Linked DNA regions of Mus musculus: region 2 is linked to region 1. The links are chromatin contacts, called in public promoter capture Hi-C maps. All regions are on one chromosome and are shown on one strand. The core of a region is the stretch at or near the end of the contact, and the rest is flanking DNA. Distances in the headings are between cores, read along the strand shown.

Region 1 (7,263 bases), core at 1,711-4,210:
AGCTCTCCAGCTCCTTCTATTTTATTTTTGAAACAGGATACTGCTATGAACCTGGCTGACCTCAAATTGTGTTCCTTCTACCTTATCCTCCTGAGCCGGGATTACAGACATACATGACTCTGCCTGGCTTAAGGATTTTACCCATAGAACATTCGGTTAGAATGCTTCAAAGTATCAAAATAAAAAGAAAAATTCTCAAACTATGTGAAAATCTTAAGAAAAAAAATGTTTAAAAAGGAATTTTAAACAATCTTACAATAGTTGCCAGGCATGGTGGCGCACACCTTTAATCCCAGCCCTCGGGAGGCAGAGGCAGGTGGATCTCTGAGTTTGAGGCCAGCCTGGTCTACAAAGTGAGTTCCAGGACAATCAGGGCTACACAGAGAACCCTGTCCCCCTTTTTTTTTTTTTTACAATGTCTCTTCTTGGGGCTAGAGAAGATGCCTCAATGGTTAAGAACATTAGCCTCTGCTCTTCCAGAGGACCTAGATTCTAGGACCAGGCATGGACAGGGCACACATACCCATGTGCAGGGGAAACACTAATACACATAAAATGTATCTAACATCATCATCATCATCGTCATCGTCATCATCATCATCATCATCATCATCATAAAGGATTGAGAAACCAATCAGAGAGCCGGGCGTGGTGGCACACGCCTTTAATCCCAGCACTCCGGAGGCAGAGGCAGGTGGATTTCTGAGTTTGAGGCCAGCCTGGTCTACAGAGTGAGTTCCAGGACAGCCAGGGCTATACAGAGAAACCCTGTCTCGAAAAACCAAAAAAAAAAAAAAAAGAGAAACCAATCAGAGGATAACAGCATTTGCTCTCCTAGAGGACCCAGGTTCTGATCCCCAGTGTCCACATGCAGACTTACAGTCATCTGCAACTCCAGTTTCAGGGTACCCAGTGCCCTCTTCTGACCTCCGCAGGCTCTTACATGCATGTGGTACACATACATACAGGCAGGCACACACACACATACCCTAGAAAAATAGATGGATACATAAATATTAAAAAAAAAATACGGACTGGAGAGGTGGCTCGGCAGTTAAGGGCACTGATTGCTCTTCCAGAGGTCCTGAGTTCAAATCCCAGCAACCACATGGTGGCTCACAACCATCTGTAATGGGACCCGATGCCTTCTTCTCAGGTATCTGAAGACAGCTGCAGTGTACTCATATAAATAAAATAAATAAATAAATCTTAAAAAAAATAGTAGCCTGGAGTAGTGTTGGGGGTGGATGGCCTTCAATCCCTTCTCTGGGGGTTGGGGGTTTAGAAGAGGGGAGATTTCTGAGAAATCAAGGCCAATGTGGTTTTCTGTAGTGAGTTCCAGGCCAGCGGGAACTACAAAAGTAGCTCCTGTCTTGAAGCCTTCAAAAGTAACTTAAAACTATAACCTTTCTTCTGTAAAGGGTCCCCATTGTGAGGTGGTCATGTCTGTGCAGAAATGTGCATATTTACAAAGCCAAGGGAGTGAGATTAGCTCTAGTGCAAGCCCAGTGAGCATCCTTGCTTTTATTTATTTATTTATTTATTTATTTATTTATTTATTTATTTATTTATTCTATGTAAGTACACCATAGCTGTCTTCAGACACCCCAGAAGAGGGAGTCAGATCTCACTACGGATGGTTGTAAGCCACCATGTGGTTGCTGGGATTTGAACTCAGGACCTTCGGAAGAGCAGTCGGGTGCTCTTACCCGCTGAGCCATCTCATCAGCCTGCATCCTTGCTTTTTCTTCCAGGAGTACTCGTATCTCAGACCATTCTGCAACTCACTGTGTAGCTAAGGATGATCTGGACCAACAAATTCTCTGCTGTTCATGTCCCTCCTCCTGTGATGACAGAGTTGTCCCACCATACTCCCACACCCGCTGTCATAAATTTTCTCCTGCTCCAACTGATGGTCTCAGGATGCTGGGAAGTAGGATGGGAGAAGTGGTGGGCTCTGGTGTTTTATGAACTACGTGTACCTGTTGGTGTCAGTGGAACTTCTGTGTCTGCGTCACCCTGCATTTATCTGCCGCACACAGGCTCCTCCTAAATGATTGATCAAGCAAACAAGTGAGCAAATCGATTAAGGTTGGGAAATTTCTTGTATGCAAAACAGCTTGCCTGCCTTTTTCCTTATTTATATATCTCTTATCCTCATAACTTTGCCAACACAGTTTATGGCCCCATTTGCCAGGGCAGGAACGTGGAGGCGCAGAGTGGAGCAGGTCTTCTGCATTATTCAAATAGTTCATTTTGATTATAGAAGTCATTCTCTGGAAACCAGATCTAATTACCATCCGTCCACTCATTCATCCATCTGTCAAAAGCTTCATTGACCGTCTATTGCGTAGTACAACGATCATAGTACAACAAATACTTTAGATAACAACAAAAAAGGCTGAGCTCTTTCTGGAAGACCAGCTCCGTGGCTGGACTGTGGGTACCAAAAGGGCAGGGTTTCAGCACCACCTTTAAGGAATGTCGGTGCCTCACTCAAAGTGGCTTGAGAAGACATGGGTACCAAGAAGTTGGGGTGCGGGCTGGGAAGATCCAGGGCTAAGAGCCGGCATGGTTCCGCTAAAAAAAAAAAAAAAAAAAAAAAAAAACCTTGGCATGGAGACTTTCCACGCAGGTGCAGAAAACCCAAGACTCAGCTTAATATCTTGCTGGGGATGGGGATTGGGGCTGGGGGGCATGAGGATGGTGTGGATAATTTGAGGGAGGGGGTGTGGCTCAGGAAGCTACGTAAAAATGAAGGCGTGGCTCAACCAAATCACTCCTCTCCTATTTGCTTCCGCCTCCCGGGGCGTGGCCTAAAGGCCCTTTTCCGAAGGGCGGGCCGAAGCCGGTGTTCCCTACCGCTCGAAGTCGTGGCTTAGGGCGGGCTCTCCAATCTCCCGGCTGCAACTGGCTGCCTTGCTCAGGAGGTATGGCCCAACCAGACTTCCATCCCCAGTGTGGTCACTTCCTGTGGAGTTTCCCCAGCCCAAGGAGGAGGGGGAAGAGGACGAGAGGGAGGCGAGCGGTCGTTCGGGGTTAGGTTGGGGGGTGTCGGTCCGTTCAGGGCGGGTGATGACTCACGGCCCATCCCATCTTCCCGACGCCGCCCGCCCACGCAGTGCTAGCTCCATGGCTTAACGGAGGAGGCAGCGGCAAACAGGGGGAGGGGGACTCTTATTTTGTTAGGGGGACCGGGCCAAGGCCCGACCGGCCTGGCAGGGCTCGCCCGGAGCCGGGCGTCATGTCTCATGCAGCCGAGCCAGCTCGGGACGCCGTAGAGGCCAGCGCGGAGGGCCCTCGAGCCGTGTTCCTGCTATTGGAAGAGCGCAGGCCAGCTGAGTCGGCCCAGCTGCTCAGGTGCGGGGCCACCTCTGGGGCCGGGAGTGACAACTGAGGTTCCCCGGGGACTCATCTCAGGACACGGGGGGTCCTCGACTGGGGTTGGAGACTCTTGGCCTAGGCTTGAAGGACGTCGGAGTGCCCATCTTGGGTGGGCGCCTCAGAAATCTGGTACTGATCTGCTTGGATAGACGCTTACAGGAGTAGTGGGAGTGCGTGAGGAGGGCAGAGTCATATTTGGGGGGGTGTCTTTGCTGGGTCTAGCGGGGCAGATCGTGGAGTATACAGAAACTGGTTTGCTGTAGTTGAACTTGGAAACTGATTAAAAGCTGAATTGGGGATTGTTGACTCGGTCGCGGAGGGATGAATGTGAGGGCATACATACTGTCAGGTGAGGCACTGATTTTAAGGAAATCCTGGGGTTTCCCCCCTCCCCCTTTTAGTGTGTGTGGGGGGAAAATTCAGGGAGGCAGAGGTGTTATTTGGGGCACCTAGTGATTCCCAGTAGCCGGTGCTGTGTTTTTGGGAATAGCACGAGTCTAAAGGAGTTAGGGGGAGGTCTCCGATCTGCCGGGAGTGTGTGTGAATAATTGAGCGAAGCAACTTGCTGGGCCCAATCGGTTCACTGTTGCTACCCCGCTCAGCTGGCGTCTGTACAGAAAGGCCGAGATAGTGGAAACCCCTCTTGTCTTATCCAATGGGTGATAAAATGTGATGCGGCAGGGCACACTGGAAAGATACAGTTCACTTTTTAGGCGTGGGGGGTTGGGGGGAGGCCTAGAGCCTTATATGGAAGCCCAGAGGAGGGTCTTGTTTCTGTTGCCACTCGCCCTAGCCTTGCAGCCAAGCCGGCCCTGCCCACTCCCTACCCACACACCCCCTCTTCCTTTTATTTCGCCCTCCCAGCCGGTCTCTCAGTTCCCGGGTGTAATCTTGAATCAGTCTCTAGAGCTGGAGTGAGTACCGATTGCACCATTCCCGTCTGGGTGGGTCCTCAGTCTCTCCTTTTCGGCTCCTCTCACCTCCATCAGCCTTGCTTTGAAGCTCCAGGCCTTCCTTGTCCATAGCCCTGCCCTCTCCAGCCCCCACCTTTTTCAACTTAACGTGCAGTGGTGTGTGTGAGTATGGGAGGGGGGCTGCCTCCTCTCTGCCTGGGATTGTGCTGAACTCAGCTACTCTCGGAGCTTCCTCTTCCCGACTTCCTGGGTGGCTTTAGAGCCCCATCTGCGCAAGGAGAGGAAGGAAGACCATCGCTGGGGAGGGGAAAGACTTTGTACTGAGCGGAGTCACAAGCTTAGTGGATTCTAAACTTGACTGAATTCAAGGGTGCATATTATTTGGGGATGCGGTGGGTGGAACCCAGGGCTTCGCACTTGCTAGACAAGAGCTGTACCACGGAGCTATCCTCATCTAGTAAGGATGTATATTCACCCTCGTGCGTGTTTTGCCGGGACACTAGGGTCCTTTCTCCCTAACAGGGAGGACTGAGCACAACTATCGTGGATTGCTTATAACAGCCTTGATCATCGCAGTAATGGGCACAGTTGAAAGGAGGGATGGATATTGCTTTGCTGCTCTAGTGCAAGTCCTAGCTCCTATGGGTTTTTTGGTTGGTTTGTTTGTTTGTTTGTTTGTTTTTATGACTTGAGATGCAGGCTCCGTATGTAGGCTAGATTGACCGCAGCCCTCTTCCTTCATGTGAGGTAGGGCTTGTTTTGTGTGCAGGTGGATGCTGTTACTGAAAACGGGTGTGTGTTTTGATCTCTCTACAAAGTAGGAGGAGGAGGAGGTTGGGTAGTTTCTCCTAGTAAGAAAGATGCTCGTCCTGCAAGGCAGCTTGTGCGCTCAGTTTTTTGAAGCTGCTCCCTGGAGGAGTGAGGGGAGCCTTTCCTAGTCCCTTCTTGTATTTGCTGGGAAGGAGCGGCCTAAGAACTCTGCCTGGGGCTGGAAGAACTCATTTGCAAAGTGGTAACTCTTAATGCAAAGTGAACCTGGAAGCCCAGGTCTCTTTGTGATGCATTCAGTTGGTGTTACAATGGAGTGTTGGGCTGATGGGTACCTCTGTTGTGTGCATGTGTACGGACATGGGTTCACTTTCAGCTATGGGCAAAACAGTAGGGGGTGTGGGGGCTGGGAGAACTCTGAATGCAAAGCAGCCGGGAATCCTTATTCAAAGTGAATTGTTATTCTCAAAGTCCTCTTGTGTCGCCCCCCCCCCCCATCCCTGGTTGTTGTGATGGTTCAAGCGAGGGAGTTGGGGTCCCGGCCTTTCTATTGTTCCGACCCTTCAAGGGCCTGTGGGTAGGAAGCAGTATAGGGTAGGGGGAGGCAAAAGATTTGGGACTTGGTCTAGGCAGTGCCCTTCTGGATATGAGCCCGCTTCGCTTCAGTGTCTGGGGAAGGGAGGGTATTTAGAGCTCCCGGCAGTCACTGATCACCACTCCTTCCTCCCTCCCACCCTCAGCCTGAATTCTTTGCTTCCGGAATCCGGGATTGTTGCTGATATCGAGTTAGAAAACATCCTCGATCCTGACAGCTTCTACGAGCTCAAAAGCCAACCCCTATCCCTCCGCTCCAGGTACGACTGTCTGAACTGATCCTGCTCCCAGTCTTTCTCCTTACTCCATGGCCAGGGACCCTCGGAGCCCACCCAAACCCATTCTCCCCTCCTCCGTAGCCTATATTTTCCCCGTGCTGAAATTATAGGCATGGAGGAGGCCAGCAGGTGGACATGTCAGTGCGTCTCTGGCCATGCCTTACCCTTACTAGAATTCACGTACAGATCTCGCAAACCTGACTACTTGGATAGGCGTGGCCTTCCTAAACGCCCGCCCTCCTGTGGGTAGGGCCATGCAGCCCCTGCTCAGCCCTCCTCGTACCTGACAAACCCACCCTCCCGGGCCTCTAGAGCGTCCAGACTAGTGGGTGGAAGCCTAAATGTGCTGAGTCATCGGCCTGGGCTCTGAGAGAGGGGAGGGGACCTGGAAGAGGGGCAGGAAGAGAGGATTGTGAAACCTCCGAGATTTTCTAGACTGACTAGCTCCTGGCAGCAGAGCCCTGGGCAGGGAGGAAATGGAGTCTGGGGCTCCTCTGCAGCCTGATGCCCACTTCCAGGAGCTCCAGATTAGGCTTGGCAACGTTCTGTTTCACAGTGCAGCTTCGGTTCCACCTGAGCTCAGGTTTTTAGTAAGAAAACCTCTTCTTCTCAGAGGCCAGCATCTAGTCACTCCGTGAACCTGCTCAGAGGTTTCACCAATAAGGCCAAAGGCTACAATCTTGTTTCCTCTCGAGGAGTTGGCCAGACTGTGACCTTTGAGTGATGGAACTGTGTCTGGTCCCAGCGTCTCCTGAGGCCCACATCCAGTCCTGGTACCTCTGTCTCCTACCCACACATTATGGTCTCGGAACACCGAGAACAAAGCTGCTTCTGGATATAGTCCAGGACACTGTGACCCTTAAGCTTGGAAAGAGACTTGTAGCTTACCTATGGCCCCATATCTCCCATTCTACAGCCTCCCAATATCACTGCAGGCCACACCGACCACCCCAGCTACACTCTCTGCGTCGTCTTCTGCAGGGGGCTCCCGGACCCCTGCCATGTCATCTTCTTCATCACGGGTCTTGCTGCGTCAGCAGCTTATGAGGGCCCAGGCTCAGGAACAGGAGAGGCGTGAGCGGCGGGAACAGGCAGCGGCCGCTCCCTTCCCCAGCCCTGCGCCCGCCTCACCAGCCATCTCTGTGATTGGCGTGTCTGCTGGTGGCCACACACTGAGTCGTCCACCTCCTGCTCAGGTGCCCAGGGAGGTACTCAAGGTAAGGACAGATCCAGAAGCTCTGGGACCCAGTGACTCAAAGGAGCTAAGAGGTTACCCAGGGTCCTCATGGCTTTTGGACCCAGTGACTCATAGGAGCTAAGAGGTT
Region 2 (7,263 bases), core at 1,338-3,837, 230 kb after region 1:
ATGTGGTAGTGCACTCCTGGAATTCCAGCACTTTGGAAGTAGAGGCAGAAGGATCAGGAGTTCAAGGCTGGGAGATGGATTAGTGGGTGAGACTACTTGCTGTACAAGCAAGAGGGCCTGAGTTCAAATCTCCACACCGACAGATGTGCATGTCTGTGTTTGTCTGTGCACGGCTGTATCCTCCGTGCTGCAAGATGGAGACAGGTGGAGCCTCGGAGTCTGTTCAATCAATCAGCCGAGCCAAAATGTCAGGGAGAGATCCTGTCTCAAGGCAAGAAGGCAATTGAGTGTCTTCCTCCAGCATGCGCATACATGCATACAGACTCGTAAGTGTGCATGCTCGCATGTATACAGCACACATACATATAGTACCCATACACACCTACAAACAACTTCAAAGATACTACCATATAGCATGAACTACCCGAAGGGAAACTTACAGATTTACACTGTAAATTGTGTGTAACTTACGGTGAAGCAGCTATACCTACTACTAGCAGCTTGGCTTTAAAATGACCTTCCCCCCCCTTGAATGATGACTGTATATTAACTTGCAGTAGCAGAGAGAACCACTTGGAGTACATGGAATTTTTGTTTGTTTGCTTTTCTTTGTATTTGTTTTGTTGTTTTGATTTTTCTTTCTTTTCTTTTCTTTTTTTTTTTTTTTCTTCAAAGAACTGCTCTATTGATACTGTGAAGCTGGTTTGGCTGCCCACGCAGGTGGTCCTGTAGAAAATACCTAGGAGCTATGGCAGCCCCGGCTAGGCACAGTCGTCACTGCCACAGCGGAAGGACACAAGAAACCCTGATGAGAATGCAGTCTGGTGCCGGGCGTGGTGGCACACGCCTTCAATCCCAGCACTCGGGAGGCAGAGGCAGGCGGATTTCTGAGTTCGAGGCCAGCCTGGTCTACAAAGTGAGTTCCAGGACAGCCAGGGCTACACAGAGAAACCCTGTCTCGAAAAACCAAAAAAATAAAAAAAAGAAAAAAAAAGAATGCAGTCTGGGGGTGGGCAGGGATGTGCAGACCCACACTGGCTGGGACTTCCCTCTGTTGCTCTGGCTGTCCTGGAACTTGCTTGGTAGATCAGGCTGGCCTCGAACACCTGCCTCTGACTCCAGAGGGCTAGGATTAAACCTATGCACCACCATGCTGGCTTGATTTTTGTTGTTGTTGTGGTTTAGTTTGGTTTTTAACAAAAGAGGAAAATGACAATTCTAGACGGAGAGAGCCTCTATCTTCATCCCCTGTTTAAAAGAATTACCTTTCTCCGTGTTGCCTTTAGGATGAGCAAGGCTCTTTATATGTGATGTCAACTTCAATTCCTGGGATGGTGCGATGCTCCAGCCCCATTATTGCGTTGCAGATCATCTCACCATGAGGCCACGAGGGGCCTTTGGTTCAGGTTGCCCTGTGGTTGCACCTGACTGGAAAGGTCAGGGCATTCCCATTGCTAATAACCCTCCATGGAACAAAAGGTGCACTGATTGGGCCTCAGAGACTGTAGGCAATTTCTAAGCTTTAGTGAAGGCTTTTTGGTGGGATAACTTTGAGACACACATAGATTAAGGAAGATAAAGCCGGGAATGTTTTAGCCAACCTTTTATCTTGGTTAGCTTCCTCTGTCTTGCCTTTATTAGTAAATACTCTAAAGAGTTCATTAACCAGGCTTCCTCTAGAAGTTTAATGCCCTGTCCTAATTTGTAATTTTCTTCTGATGTTTGCAGCCTGTTGTTAGGCAGTAGAATCCACAGTAACGAGGCCTTTCTTGTCTGCTGAGTTGGGGTCTATATTGGTGTCTTTTTAAAGCTTCATCCGTATGCCTAAACTAGGAGGAGATTGTACCCTTCTTTTTCCTGAGTGATTTCTTGGGCTTTGCATTACTTCTTTGGAATGTTTCCAGGGCCTGACATGGTTATAGTCTTCGTAACTTTGCTAGTGTACAATGCATTATCATACAGAAGAATGCTATAAAGTCCAGGAATGAGCGCGTCCTCGAACATGAGCTCTCTTGTCTCATGTAACTGTAAAGAGAATCCGACACAACAGGCTGTGGGTAGCTTATTAGATGAAGGGATGGGCCTTCAGGAACCAATGTGAGCTCTAATGTGCAAGAAATCCAGCTCCTAACACAGCAAAGTGTGTCCTAGAAAGACAAGGGAGGGGAGAGCATTCTCCAGGCTGTGTAGCCAGAGGCAGCAAGGGGAGCAACTGGAGTTCTTTCTCACCTGGGTTGCCTGAGAAGGGGATCACAGGAAAAAAACCCAGAGGGTGCATAATGAAGCCCAGTCATCCAGGAGACTTCTAAAAACCCCTTCCACATGGCAGGACGCATGAATCACTTGTTTGCCATGATTTTCACCCAGGATGGCCTGGCCTCTCAAGGACCTTCTGGGCCTCTCAACTTGACCGTGGTGTAGCTATGGAGACTTCATGGTCTATTTGTCGCCCAGATTGCGAGGAGGGGCAAAGTCCTGTTTCCCCAATGTGAACTGTCACTAGAGGCTAGTTAGAGAAGGGAGAGACATGGGAGAAGGGAGAGGGATGAGCAGAAAGGAGAGGGCAGGTGACAGCTCAGTCCTCAGCAGAAGAAAAGGCCCCGGGCAGCTGGCTGTGGATGGTGTCTCACAACCCATGGCAACTGCTGAGGCACAACACTCATTTAACACTTCGATCTTCCAACTTAAAGACAGTAGAAATGAAATAAAGCCAGACAGGAAGAAGGAGCAAGCAGAGAACGGAGAGCATGTGAACTGCAGGGAAGGAGGCGGGCTCAGGGAGACAGGAGGGAGGAGCTAAGAGAGGAGTGAGTGCTAAGAGATACCAGGCCAGTTTCACACAGGACCATCAGTGATCAGCCCACTGGTTTCTTTTTTTAAGAATTGTTATTATCAGGGTTTTTGTTTGTTTGTTTGTTTGTTTGTTTGTTTTGTTTTTCCAAGACAGGGCTACTCTGTATAACACCCCCTGGCTGACCTGGAACTCATTCTGTAAACCAGGCTGGCCTTGAGCTCAGAGTTCCTCTTGCCTCTGTCTCCTGAATGGGGGTGGGGTGGGGGTGGGGCTTAAAGGCCTGAGCCACCACCACCACCCAGCTCGGCTTTTTTAATGTGTCTGAGTGCTTTGGCTGGGTGCCATGGAGGCCAGAAGAGAGTGTCGGATCCCTGGAACTGGAGTTAAGGATGGTTGGGAGCCACTATGTAGATGCTGGGAACTGAACCAGAGACTTCCGCACAAATAGTGCTCTGAAGGCTGGGCTCTCTTGCTCCTCCCTCCATCGCTTTACTGTCACTTTACTGAATGTGCCAGGCCTCAAGAGGCAGAGGTGGCCCACAGTAGTTAGGGAAATGCATGCAGGCTGTGCAGGCATGGTGGTGCGAGCCTTTAATCTCAGAACTCTACATTGCAGACACAGGCAGATATCTGCAAGTTACAGATAAGACTTGGCTCCAAGGTTCGTTCGTTCCAGGACAGGCAGGGCCACACAGAGAAGACCCTGTCTTTAAAAAGTGTGTGAAAGTTAACGTGCGGGTGGACAGTGTGGCTGCTGGAGGGAAGACTCCGCCACTAAGAGGCACTTACTGCTCTTATAGAGGACCTGACTTTAGTTCCCAGCACCCACATAAGGTGGCCTGTCACTCCAGTTCCAGGGAATCGACCTCAACCTCTCTTGTCTGGCCTCAGTGGACACACACACACACACACACACACACACACACACACACGGTGGTTTGAATAACAATGGCCCAGCCAGGCAGTGGTGGTGCACACCTTTAATCCCAGTACTCAGGAGGCAGAGGCAGGCTGATTCCTGAATTCAGGCCAGCCTGGTCTACCTACAGTTTGAGTTCTAGGACAGCCAGGGCTATACAGAGAAACCCTGTCTTGAAAACTAAAAAAAAAAAAAAAAAAAAAAAAAAAGAATGGCCCATAGGCTCATCTATTTGAATACTTAGCCATCAAGGGGTAGGGCACTATTTGAGAAGGATTAGGAGGAGTAGCCTTGTTGGAGGACCTGTGTCAACTGGGGCTGGGCTGGGCTTTGAAGCTTCAAAAGCTCATGTGTCTCTTTTTGCCTTATGGATCAGGATATCAAGGTCTCAGATAGTGCCCCAACTCCTGTCTGCCTTCTGCTATGCTTCCACAATGATAATGGACTCAGCCTCTGAAACTATAGGCAGGCCCCTGATTAAATACTTTCTTTTATAATTGTCTTGGTCATTATCTTAGGGTTTCATTGCTGTGATCAGACACCATGACCAAGGCAACTCTTATAGTGACAACATTTAATTGGGACTGCCTTACAGGTTCAGAGGTTCAGTCCATTATCATCATGGTGGGAGCATGACAGCTTCCAGGCAGGCATGGTGCAGGAGGAGCTGAGAGTTCTACATCTTCATCTGAAGGCTGCTAAGAGAATACTGGCTTCCAGGCAGCTAGGATGAGGGTCTTAAGCCAACTCCCACAGTGACACATCTACTCCAACAAGGCTACACCTTCTAATAATGTCATTCCCTGGGCCAAGCATACTCAAACCATCATGGTCATGGTGTCTCTTCATAGCAGTAGGACAGTAACCAAGACTGTGTGTGTGTGTCTGTCTGTCTGTCTGTCTGTCTGTCTCTGTGTGTCTGTGTGTAGTGTGTGTGGTAAGTCTGTACATTTTCATGTGAGTATGGGCACATATATATGTATGTAAAATTCAAAAGACAGCCCCCATGTGAATCCTTGCCTTCTACCTTGTTCAAGACAGGCTGTTGTGTATGCTAGGTTAGCCTAGGCATGAGCTTGTGACCGTCTTGCTGCGGGAACACTGGGACTACAGATCCCTGCTACCATGCTTGGCTTTCTGTGCTCTCTGGGGATTTGAACCTAGGCCCTCATGCTTGTGCAGGAGGTGTTTAACTATCTCCCTAGCCCCTGTTTGGAGAAGTTCTTTTTCTTTAGTTTTGCAATTTAGAAATCTTTTGGCAAGGAGTCGGGGGGGGGCAGTTAGAGAGATAGCTCAGCAGTTAAAAGTGCTGACTGCTCTTCCAGAGGACCTGAGTTTAATTCCCAGCATCCACATGGCAGCTCACAACTGTCATAACTTCAGGTTCAGGGCTTCTGACACCCTCACACAGACATACAAGCAGGCAAAACACCAATGCACATAAAAAAAATAAGTTATTTATTTTAAAAAGCATCTTTTTTAGTTATTTTATTGGTCTTTCTATCCTGCCTGGGGTAAAATGAAATCACAAAATTATTTTTATTTGTATTTCTCTACTCACCAGAGATGATGAACATTTTTTGTGATGTTTCTTAGATATTTTTAATTCTTTTGAGAATTTTGTTTAGATCCAAAGCCTGTTTTTTGAATGGGTCATCTATTTTGTTTTGTTTTCTTTTTGATTCCTTGGTTTTTTTTTTTTTATTTTGTTGGGTTTTTTTTAGTTCTTTATATATCTTGGATATTAATTTTCTGTTAGATGGCAAAGATTCTCTCCCATTATGTGGGCTTCCTCTTCATCTGGTTATTTCTTTAGCTGTGTAGAAGTTTTTGAGGTTCCACTTGTCCATAATTCTTGGGCAAATGGCATCATATTGAGAAGGTCCTACACCTGTATTGTACAATATACTGTGGGGAGGGTACTGTTGTCTTCTAGCAGTCTCAGGGTTTTTTTGTTTTGTTTTGTTTTTCCTGGAACTCACTTTGTGGACCAGGCTGGCCTCGAACTCAGAAATCTGCCTGCCTCTGCCTCCTGAGTGCTGGGATTAAAAGGCATGCGCCACCACACCCAGCTTCAGTCTCAGGTTTTACATGTAGGTTTTTGAGGCACATGGAGTTAGGTTTTTGGTGTTTTGTTTGTTTTTTGTTTGTTTGTTTGTTTTTGGTTTTTTTCTGAGACAGGGTTTCTCTGTATAGCCCTGGCTGTCCTGGAGCTCACTTTGTAGACCAGGCTGGCCTGGAACTCAAATTCTCCTGCCTCTGCCTCTGCCTCCCGAGTGCTGGGATTAAAGGTGTGCACCACCATGCCCGGCTGGAGTTAGGTTTTTTACAGAATGATAGATATGGACTCTAATTTCATTCTTCTACTGATGGACACCCTATATTTTTTATCACAGCATTATTTGTTGAAGATGCTGTCTTTTAATCAATGTATGGTTTTGACATGTTGAAGATGCTGTTTTTACTCCAATGTATGTTTTTCATATATTTATGAAATATTAGATGGCTACAATTACACATAGTCATGTTTGTATCTATTGTGTTCCATTGGCCTACATGTCTGTTTTTTGCCAGTACCACATTGTTTTCATTGCTATGGCTCTGTTAACATGTCTTGATCTGAAGTGGTAATATATTCTCCCAGCACATTTCTCTTTGCTCTCAATTATTTTGGCTATTTGAAGTCTTGTGATTCCAGATGAACTTTAAGGTTTTTTTTCCTATTTCTATGAAGAATGAGATGAAGATTCGGATTGGGATTGTAATAAATCTATAAATGCTTTTGATAGGATGGTTATTTTCACAATATTAATTGTTCCAATCCATGAACATGGGATGTCTTTGCATTTTCTAGTGTCTTTGTCTCGATTTTCTGAGGTATGTTTTCATTGTGGAGCTCCTTCACTTCCTTGTTTAGATTTAATCCTAGATATTTGATTTTCTCTGAGACTGTTATGAATGGGAGTTTATACATGATCTTTTTTCTCTGTAGGTTTGTTGTTTAGATGTAGAAAGCTATTGATTTGTGTGAGCTGATTTTGTACACTGCTAATTGCTGAAATTGTTGATTGTTTCTGGAAGTTTTATGGTAGGATTTTTTGGTTCCCTTATATATAATACTGTGTCATCTGTAAATAGGGACACTCTGACTTCTTTCCCCTTGTCTTATTTATCCAGCTCACATTTCTTTTTAAAATTTATTATTATTATTATTTTGGTTTTTTTGAGACAGGGTTGCTCTGTGTAGCCCTGGCTGTCCTGGAACTCACTCTGTAGACCAGGCTGGCCTCGAACTCAGAAATTCGCCTGCCTCTGCTTCCCAAGTGCTGGGATTAAAGGTGTGCACCACCACGCCCGGCTAAAGATTTATTTTTATTTTATTTATATGAATACACTGTTGCTGTCCTCAGACACACCAGAAGAAGGCATCAGATCCCATTAGAGATGGTTGTGAGCCACCATGTGGTTGCTGGGAATTGAACTCAGGACCTCTGGAAGAGCAGTCAGTGCTCTTAGCCACTGAGCAACCTTTCTAGCCCCTAACATGTGT

The links. Promoter capture Hi-C pulls out the DNA fragments that hold promoters and counts their contacts.
Region 2: a promoter capture Hi-C map of trophoblast stem cells shows a contact between it and region 1, with 2.1 times the contacts expected there. The contact joins the enhancer-like site here to the promoter of Tfe3 in region 1. A contact is called at or near these places in 13 of 39 promoter capture datasets (the 3T3-L1 cell line, 3T3-L1-derived adipocytes, embryonic stem cells and 8 more), 5 of 115 datasets of contacts at active chromatin or transcription factors (embryonic stem cells and epiblast stem cells) and 1 of 9 other capture datasets (liver).

What each region holds. Positions count from the first base shown.
Region 1 is chrX:7,759,701-7,766,963 of GRCm38.p6, forward strand. It overlaps Tfe3 (transcription factor E3), which reads left to right and starts at 2,961. Exons shown (of 10, transcript NM_172472.3): 1 at 2,961-3,360; 2 at 5,807-5,920; 3 at 6,855-7,155. The coding sequence starts at 3,245.
Region 2 is chrX:7,990,119-7,997,381 of GRCm38.p6, forward strand. The region is part of intron 2 of Gm39488 (a long non-coding RNA gene); the gene reads left to right. Among named protein-coding and RNA genes, the nearest start is that of Glod5, 25 kb to the right of the region's middle. Within about 2 kb of position 2,588, at least 32 of the 459 cell types and tissues checked have an H3K27ac peak or open chromatin away from gene starts, as enhancers often do. A contact at or near this core is called in fetal liver and trophoblast stem cells, where this site is marked.